3 separate regions of the Mus musculus genome follow, and all the other regions are linked to region 3. The links are chromatin contacts, called in public Hi-C and HiChIP or PLAC-seq maps. All regions are on one chromosome and are shown on one strand. Each heading gives the region's core, a stretch centred on a gene start, on an enhancer-like site or on the middle of the called end of the contact. The rest is flanking DNA. Distances are from core to core; before and after follow the strand shown. Region 1 overlaps Lrrc8c (leucine rich repeat containing 8 family, member C). Region 2 has its middle 6.7 kb from the start of Gm32230. Region 3 holds the start of 4930542N06Rik (a long non-coding RNA gene).

What was found. A called contact is a pair of places that touch in the nucleus more often than the background predicts. HiChIP or PLAC-seq counts read pairs in DNA pulled down with a chosen protein or histone mark.
Region 1: a Hi-C map of the G1E-ER4 cell line shows a contact between it and region 3, with 3 times the contacts expected there. The contact joins the enhancer-like site here to the promoter of 4930542N06Rik in region 3. A contact is called at or near these places in 8 of 39 promoter capture datasets (the 3T3-L1 cell line, the C10 cell line, embryonic stem cells and 5 more), 1 of 15 datasets of contacts at CTCF or cohesin (large pre-B cells), 6 of 484 Hi-C or Micro-C datasets (the G1E-ER4 cell line, erythroblasts, neural progenitor cells and 1 more), 7 of 115 datasets of contacts at active chromatin or transcription factors (bone marrow-derived macrophages, cardiomyocytes, double positive thymocytes and 4 more) and 2 of 9 other capture datasets (adipose tissue and liver).
Region 2: a BATF HiChIP or PLAC-seq map of CD8 T cells shows a contact between it and region 3, with 7 read pairs. The contact joins the enhancer-like site here to the promoter of 4930542N06Rik in region 3. A contact is called at or near these places in 12 of 39 promoter capture datasets (the C10 cell line, the HPC-7 cell line, cranial neural crest and 7 more), 3 of 15 datasets of contacts at CTCF or cohesin (CD8 T cells, embryonic stem cells and pro-B cells), 19 of 484 Hi-C or Micro-C datasets (the F1.1 cell line, bone marrow-derived macrophages, cerebral cortex and 9 more), 32 of 115 datasets of contacts at active chromatin or transcription factors (CD8 T cells, DN3 thymocytes, the HPC-7 cell line and 24 more) and 4 of 9 other capture datasets (adipose tissue, liver, macrophages and 1 more).

Annotation. Positions count from the first base shown.
Region 1 is chr5:105,564,531-105,567,230 of GRCm38.p6, forward strand. The region is part of intron 2 of Lrrc8c (leucine rich repeat containing 8 family, member C); the gene reads left to right. Among named protein-coding and RNA genes, the nearest start is that of Lrrc8c, 46 kb to the left of the region's middle. Within about 2 kb of position 1,436, at least 29 of the 459 cell types and tissues checked have an H3K27ac peak or open chromatin away from gene starts, as enhancers often do. A contact at or near this core is called in the G1E-ER4 cell line, erythroblasts and fetal liver, where this site is marked.
Region 2 is chr5:105,635,791-105,638,490 of GRCm38.p6, forward strand. No RefSeq gene overlaps it. Among named protein-coding and RNA genes, the nearest start is that of Gm32230, 6.7 kb to the right of the region's middle. Within about 2 kb of position 1,286, at least 94 of the 459 cell types and tissues checked have an H3K27ac peak or open chromatin away from gene starts, as enhancers often do. A contact at or near this core is called in CD8 T cells, the SCID.adh cell line, adipose tissue and 6 more, where this site is marked.
Region 3 is chr5:105,413,898-105,416,597 of GRCm38.p6, forward strand. 4930542N06Rik (a long non-coding RNA gene) reads right to left here and starts at 1,279. Exons shown (of 2, transcript XR_389449.3): 1 at 355-1,279. Lrrc8b (leucine rich repeat containing 8 family, member B) reads left to right here and starts at 1,878. Exons shown (of 5, transcript NM_001033550.3): 1 at 1,878-2,015. It overlaps Gm32051 (a long non-coding RNA gene), which reads left to right. Exons shown (of 2, transcript XR_389452.2): 2 at 1-25.

The DNA of each region.
Region 1 (2,700 bases), core at 186-2,685, 150 kb after region 3:
ATTAGATGACATTGTTCCTTATAGATCTTTGATACAATCTGGCTATGGGAGACCAGAGGCCTTTGGCCACAGCCTGGACCTTTCATGGAAACTGTCTTTGATGGTCTCTCCCAGTCTTTGGAGTGGATAACCCTAAGAGTGGTGAATGTCTTCACATTTGATTGCATTTACCTTCACTGTGTGGAAAGAAAACTTGGGAGCAGGAACTCTTGTGGTGTTAAATTCAGAAGGGATGTTCCACCTTAACCTGACCATTATTTATCCTGTACCACAAAGTTTTATGTATATGTGTATGTGTGTATACATATATAGCTATATATGGCCAGATACTCAGCATTCTCCTTTTCTGTCCCATTCACACTTGAGTATCCTGGTGAGTTCCAGACTTGGTCTCCTGAGCTGTGCCTTTCTGCTAGAGGTTAGGGAACCTGGGCCCCTCCCTTCGCACATGGACTTGACTGAGCATGTCCAACAGGAGAAAACTCATCAAGAGCTGGCGTGAGATAAAAGCAGGCTCACTGCCCTGCACTCAGGAGGCAGCGATTCCCAGGAACCCTGGGCAGAGAAGAGAATTTTCAAATAGGAGATTCTTGTTACGATTCATATATTAAGGGTCTAGAGAGATGGCTCAGCAGTTAAGAGCACTAGCTGATCTTCTCAAAGACTCGGGTTCAATTCCCTACAGCTCTCTGTAACTCCGTTGCTTTCTTCCTGTCTCAGTGAGCACCAGGCATGCACATGGTGCACAGACATGCATGCCAATAAAACGCCCATGCACATAAAATAAATATTTTAAAATAATTGCTTAAAGGGATCTTACTGTGACTCTACTGCCCTGTCAATCTCCTGTTTCCCTCCCCCAGGCTCTTGTGCCCTGAGTAATGTTACTTTGTTTGGAAAGTTTACATTTTATTTGATTTTTTTGAGGCTCTTGCTTGGATGGACAAGGCCTTCCATTGGATTCCCTGCCAAATAAGTAAATGAAGGACTGAGGGAAAGGAAATCGCCTTACGTTCCCTGGCCCACCTGGGTTGACTGGTCCTCACCATTCTCCATGAACACTCGTGAGAAAGTGTCTGGCAAACAAGGTGACGTTACCCTTGGAAAGGCAATGACATCTGTCCCCATAGAATCGTTCCGTTTATCTCAGCCTCATTTCTTGTGCCCATTTAGCACTCGGGTTGAGGTATGTGAAATAGGAGGAGAGCCTAGCCTTCCTGGGCTTCTCTAACCTACCGAAGTTAAGAAACACGTAAGCTGGAAATTTGAGTTTTAATACTCTGGAGGACAGGGGCTCTGGGCTTCTCTAGTTTCCTCTGCCTTGGAAGATTGTGGCCTTCCAGATGGACTGCCTGGCCCAGCCTGGTTTGGCCTGGACTTTCTGGCCTGCCCTGTGTGGTCCTGTGTGACTGCTTAGAACTGATAATGAGCACGAGGCACCAGTCAGCCTTGAAGGAAAACTTGTGTCTGTTGAGGGAGATAAGTCTTCAGGATAAGCAGCCGTGTCTTACACATCTGAATTGTACACTTGGTTTTTATATGTTGAGGTGGATAAGGTACCCTAAACATCATCAAAACCACATAAGGAGTGTTTGAAACACAGCGCACTTACAGGGTGGGATTCCTATTGGTCAGGTCATGTGTGCACACTGACCTCCTGAATCGTGGTTCTAGTTTGAGTGACAGGATTTAAAAAAGGAGGGAGAAGGCCGGTGTTGGGAGTAGAATGTAGCTGGGTTTGTTGGGTGCTTGTATGCCATGAACACAGTCCTAGATTTGGCCCCCAGCACTGCATAAACAGGGGATGGTGAAGCATGCCAGTCGTCACAGCACGAGGGAGGTGAAGCAGGAAGGCCAAAAGCTCAAGGTTAACCCGTTGCTACTTAGTGGGTTCAAAGCTACAGAAGACCCTCTCTCAAACAAGTGGCATAGAGCCCGGTAGCCATGGTGCAGACAGCCTGTAGGTGAGTCAGACCCAAAGACCAGGAGAAGAATGCCAAACCCTTGTGCTGATCTGTGTTTTCAATGTTCAAATAGTCATGCAGAATCAACATGTGTCTGGGTAGCGCCACAGATGGGCAGATGGTCCCTCTGTGCAGGGCCAATGGAGGTCTGTATGAAGGAGACACACGAGAAGGCACACACTATTTTACACTCACGGGCTCTTCCCATGTGTCCCAAAGACTACATGTGTCAGAGGAGGCCATCAGTGTACACTCAAAGTATCAGCCATAAACAAGCTGCTTTTCTTCAGCAGCGTGAAGAGGATGAAGAAGGCCCATTTTCTTAATTGCACAAATGGTATGTCTTTCTTCCTTGGGAGGGCATGACCCCGGATAGAGTTTATTATGTAAAATGCATGACAACATATTCCAGAAAAATCCACCAAAGGAAGTTAGGATGATGCAATGCTATAGAAACAAACTTAATTAGAAGGGCATTAGCCCTCCACTTAGCCCCACTCTGCTAGGGTTTTCTGAATACAAGTGCACTTGAAATGTGCAGAGTGAGCTTGTGTGGCTGGTGCCATGGTGACGTCCCTAAAGCTATTTAACAAAATCCCCGGGCAATGGGAATTTCTCAAACCCCAGCAGGATGTAGAAATGTCGAAATCCAGATTCAGGGCCGGTTCTGTCCTGCCTTTATAAAGTTCAGACAGGCAGGGCACAGTGGCCCTTTCCTTGGCCCCGAGCAGAGATG
Region 2 (2,700 bases), core at 36-2,535, 220 kb after region 3:
TGTTTTCAAAAGCAACTTTGAAAAGGGCAGGGGGGAGGGGCAACCAAAGTCAATCACTTGACACAGACATTGCTTAGTGTGCACACAGCCTGGGTGTGAGCCCCAGTGCTACATAAACCGTAGCAGCACACCAGGAATTCCAGTACTGTGGAGGTATCGAGAAGCAGAACAATCAGGAGTTCAAGGTCATTCTTGACTGTGTAATATACACCATATATAAGGAGTTCAAGGTCAGACCTCACTACATAAAACACCAGCAAGGAGGTTGGAGCGTGTTCAGGCACTCAGAGTGCTTGCTGACTAGAGTGTGTATCCCTACACCCATGTAACAAGCCAGGCCTGTCTCAAATACCTGGAGCCCCAGCTCCATGGGTGGCAGAGTCTAGAGGCTCGCTGGGACCTGCTGGGTTCCAGCCTAGGGAAGAAAACACAAGGCCCAGGCTCAGGGAGAGAACCTGTCTCAAAGGAATAGGAGAAGAGTGACAGACACTCTACTCTCTCTTCTGACTTCCATGTGGCACACATGTGCGCACATCTGCGCACACATACATTCATAAACACAAACAAAAAATAGGTTTTTTTAAGACCCTCAACTCAAAACAAGAAAAAAGATTATTATTATTTACATAATGAATCCACCCTGATTTATGTCCATCTTATAACAACATAGTTGTAAAATCAGATTTTTATTTTCTTTATTGGAGGAAAGAGCTTATAAAGATGAAAACATTTAGGTTCATGAAAACAAGAGAGTGGTCCTGAGCAGCTGAGCCAAACAGCAAAACCAGCGGAGCACCGTGCTGTTGGAGAGCACCTTGCCACTGGGGAGCACTATGCTGCTGGGGAGGATCTGCTCGCTCACTCTCAAGGCAGAGAACAGAACGCCAGCTGGGGATTTCCCCACCTCCCTAGCTGGGGGCTGGGATGTTGCTCACCTGAGAGAACCTTGCCTGGCACACTAATCTTGGTGTTCCCCGTCCCATTGTTTCTCGAACAAAAATATGGGAAACAAAACAGTCTCATTCCTCTCCCAAATAACACAAAGGCTGATGATATGAGGTCATCCCCTGCCAATGAGTGATCTCACCTCCTGTCACTAAGGTGCAAGCCAGACATGACCTCCCTACAATGAGGTGAGAACCCGCCCGGGTCCCACTGTATCTTCCCTGGGAGCCTTTCCTCCCTCTTTAGTTGCTCCAAACTCCAGGCTGATGACCCACCCTCCATCCCACTGCCTCTGAGAATGTAGCTCCGCCTTAAGGTGGGAGTGTCTGGCTGGGGCTACTTCCTGCCAACCACAGGGCCAGGCTGCGGGTCTAAAATCTCATGAGCCACCAAGGCTCATCATGCCTGTGACTCAGCGGGGTGGCAGATGAATTAATTCTAGACTCAACATTAAATGGGAGTTTTTAGACAAGTCTGTGGGGCAGGCTGAGTCAACCCCAGTGAAAAAGGAAAGAGTCACTGGTGAAGTCCAGGACTGGGAAAATCCTAGAAAAACATTCATGGCCTGGGGGCTGGGATGTTGCTCACCTGGGAGAGCCTTGCCTAGCATGCAGGGGTCCTCAGTCCCCAGCATCTCAAGCCTATGACCCCAGCACTCAGGAGGCAGAGGCGGGCGGGGTTACGGTCAAGTTCATCTTGGCCTACACAGTCTGAGGCCATTGTGGGCTGGAGAGACCTTCTCAAGAAAATAAGCAGGGACTGGAGAGATGGCTCAGCGGTTAAGAGCACTGACTGCTCTTGCAGAGATCCTGAGTTCAATTCCCAGCAACCACTTGGTGGCTCACAAAAATCTGTAATGGGATTTAATGCCCCCCTCCGGTGTGTCTGAAGACAGCTACAGTGTACTCACATACATAAAATAAATAAATCTTAAAATTAAAAAAAGAAAAGAATTTATAGTCTGGTCTGGGAGACCGTTCTCTGAGCTCTGCCCTGGCTTCCATCTCTCTGCCCACATCTCCTACTGTCCAGCTGACATCCTTTGTCAAGGAGAAATGGTAGATTCATGACTTCCTGGAATATTAGGTGGCTGGGGGTGGGGAGCCTGATTCAGGATCCAGTGCTCAAAGATACTGCACCCACAGCCCAGATTCGTGAGAAAGGAGTGGGCTGTGGGAAAAGCTAGCCCTGTAAACACAAGGCTGTTGCAAGTCGTCAATGGTGGGGAGGTTGTGAGTATGGGAGACCAGGTGTGTCAGGAACCTCTACTTTCTGTTCAGTGTTAGTGAGAAATACATTCTACTTAACATCAAAGTCGATGAGCCTCATGATGATGTTACACACCTTTAACCCCAGCACTTAGGAGACAGAAATAGGCAGACATCTTTGAGTTTGAGGCTAGCCTGATTTACAGAGCAAGTTCTAGGAGAGCCAGGACTACAAAGAGGAATCTTGTCTCAAAAACCAATAATAATAATAACAATAAATAATAATAATAATAATAATAAAGATAGATAGATAGATAGATAGATAGATAGATAGATAGATAGATAGATAGATGGATGTTGCCTGGGGCAAGTAAGGGCACTTGCCTCCAGGCCTGAACTTAATCCCCAGGATCCACTTGGTGGAAGGAGAAAACAGACTCCTCCAGGAAGTTGCCCTCTGAGTGTGTGAGCACGCACAGTTTCCAGCAACCACATGGTGGCTTACAACCATTTGTAATGGAATCCGATGCCCTCTTCTGGTATGTTT
Region 3 (2,700 bases), core at 29-2,528:
CTCAAACATTAAGCCAAGAAAAAAATCAGAAACGTCCAGCTTATAATGTTAGAATACTCTGATTCTATTACAGCACTTACTTTTCCCCCTCAAACTGATACTTAAAAAACTCTTTGTCTGGGGGCTGGAGAGATGGTTCAGTGGTTAAGAACACTGCTTTTCCAGAGGTCCTGAGTTCAATTCCCAACAACCACGTGGTGGCTCAAAATCATCTCTAACAGGATTGGATGCCCTCTTCTGGTGTGTCTGAAGACAGCTACAGTATGCTCACATAAAAATACAAATCTTAACAAGAAAATAAAAAAACAAACACCTCTTTGTCCAGGTGGTAAGCAGTTTGAGGGCCATACTTACATCTAGAATTACAAATGTGTACACAAGGTCATACACACAATTTAATGACAATATGTTGTATGTTCAAATGAAAGAATTAAAAAAAAAAGATGTGTGTGTGTGCAGTGTGTGTGCCACGTATGTGGGTGCACGTGTGCGGGGGAGCACATATATGTAGGTGCACATGTGTGTGGGAGCACATATATGTAGGTGCATATATGTGTGGATGCCTTTGGAGGCCAGAAGAGGGTGTCAGAACGTTTGGAGCTGGAGTTGTCGGCAGCTGTGAACAGAATTCTGGTCTTCTGCAAGAACAGTCTGTGCTCTTAGCTGTGGAGCCGTTAGTCCTCACAGTGTTTTCAATGTTTGCTTCAGACTCAATGCAACTGCCACTCAGAGTGAATTGGACAAGGACCGGGTATAGCAGTGACTTCCAGGGCAGTTCGGGCTGGAGTTCTGATATGACTGGTCGCTACTGGATACAGCGCAGTCTTCCACACCTTCGTAGTGTGTGGAGGTATTGGGTGCCCAACTGATCAGGTGACTCAAATGCTGTCTTCTTTTACTCCTCTGGGAGTGTTTTGTTACCTAGGGATGGGAACACCATAGCAACTAAGAGATACAAATCTTGCTGAATTGAATCCTTGTGCTAGAAATAACCTGGACAAAGACTGAGCTTAAAACAGAACAGGGAGGGTGTGGGGGAGTTAAAGATTCGAGGAGGAGGATAGAACTATTAAATAGCCCAGAGTTCTGAATTTGGATTAAATTTTTGCTTAACTTGCAAGGCACACTGTTACTCTTCAAATACAGGGCCATTAACAGGAGAAGAATGTGGATGGGGGACAGGTGACCATCCTCAATGAAATACTATTATGTGTACTCCCTCTATCTTGTCACCTCACGCTGAAGATAAAGACACTGGAAAGAAAAAGATGGTATTGGAGGCCCAGAAGCTGCTTAGTTTCTCCTCCTTCCCAGGGGCCCTACAACCTTTCCAGTCACTCGACTTAAAGAGCGTTAAAGGGACTTCACTAAGGCAGGCTCTGCGCGGCACACCCCACCCTTCCTGGTAGAGTAAGTTGTGTCAATAACAAGTTTCTCAGGGGTGCACACGTGAGAAGGCAGGGGTCTTCTGCTGGGGTGGAGCGCCTGGGGAACGGCCATAAGGCCCGGCTCCTGGGTTTCTGGAATGCAGCCCCAGCTCCTGGCGAGGCGTGTGGCTGCCATGCACCGCGGATGCCAGGCTGGGCGAGTGCATCCGGGCGGCCGCATGGCGTTGGCTCCGGGAGGTGGCAGCTGCGCTTTGTGTGCAGCAGGAGGGTGAGTCACCGGCCCCCGCGGTTCGTCCCAAGGCCGGGTGGACTCTCGGGCCGGGTGGCGGAGCGATCCGGGTAAGGGCGGCTCGGAGGCGGCGCTGCGCGTCCCCGGCTCCCGCCTGCGCAGCCTGCGCAGCCCGCGCGCTCCGCTCCTCCTCCGCGCGCGAACTTAGTCAGCGGTTCGCGCCGCCGCGCGCCCATTGGCCGGCCGCGCGCGCCGCGTCACAATGGAGCGGCTCCGGGGCGGCGAGCCGGGCAGCGCCGGGGCTTCCCGCTGAGCCGCAGCCGCCGGAGTGCGGGCGCCGGCCGCTCGGCTCGCCCCGGCCGGCCGGGCAGCGCGGGCCTGGGGGCTCCGACACGAAGGTAGGCGGGGACGGCGGGGGAAGGGGGAGCGCAGCAGCAGGTGGGGGCGGCAGGGCAGGTGCTGTTACCTGGCGGCGCCTCACCTGGGTCTCCCGCTGCGGGCAGGTGGCACAGTCACCTGCTAAGCCGCGGTCGCCCGGCTCCCACGCCCCCGGGGGAAGGAGGGCGCGGTCCCTTGCGGGCACCTCTCCTGGATGTTGGGGTCAGATGGGGCGAGAGGAGGGGGCGGCCGCGCCCAGGCGGTGCCTTCGTTGTCCCTACGGCTGAACACGCACCTGTGTATCCACCACCCCCCTCCCCGCCCCCGAAGGGAAAGGCCCTCCCTCTCCACCCTGGTCTCCCCTTAAGTGAAGGCGCTCGCTCGAGGGGGTCCACACCAGGTCCCCGCCGTTTGCCCCCTGCCCTGGAGCCTCCTGTCGACATTTTATGCTCTGGGGTATTTACTGGCCTACAGCTGTGATTTTAGCGTTTGAGCTGGAAGGGGTCAACTGATTTCCATTTAAAGACTCGGTGGTTCCTCCTCCTAGGTTGCAGGTGCTGACAGGTCAGAAGGAAGAGGCTCGGTAATCCGTGTCCTCAACTGACTTCCCAAAGTCCGTAGGTTGCTTATAGTCATGTGTTTGTGGAAGACTTTGATGTGTGGTTAGAAAAACTACCACTAGGATCCCTTTGCACCCCCACCCCA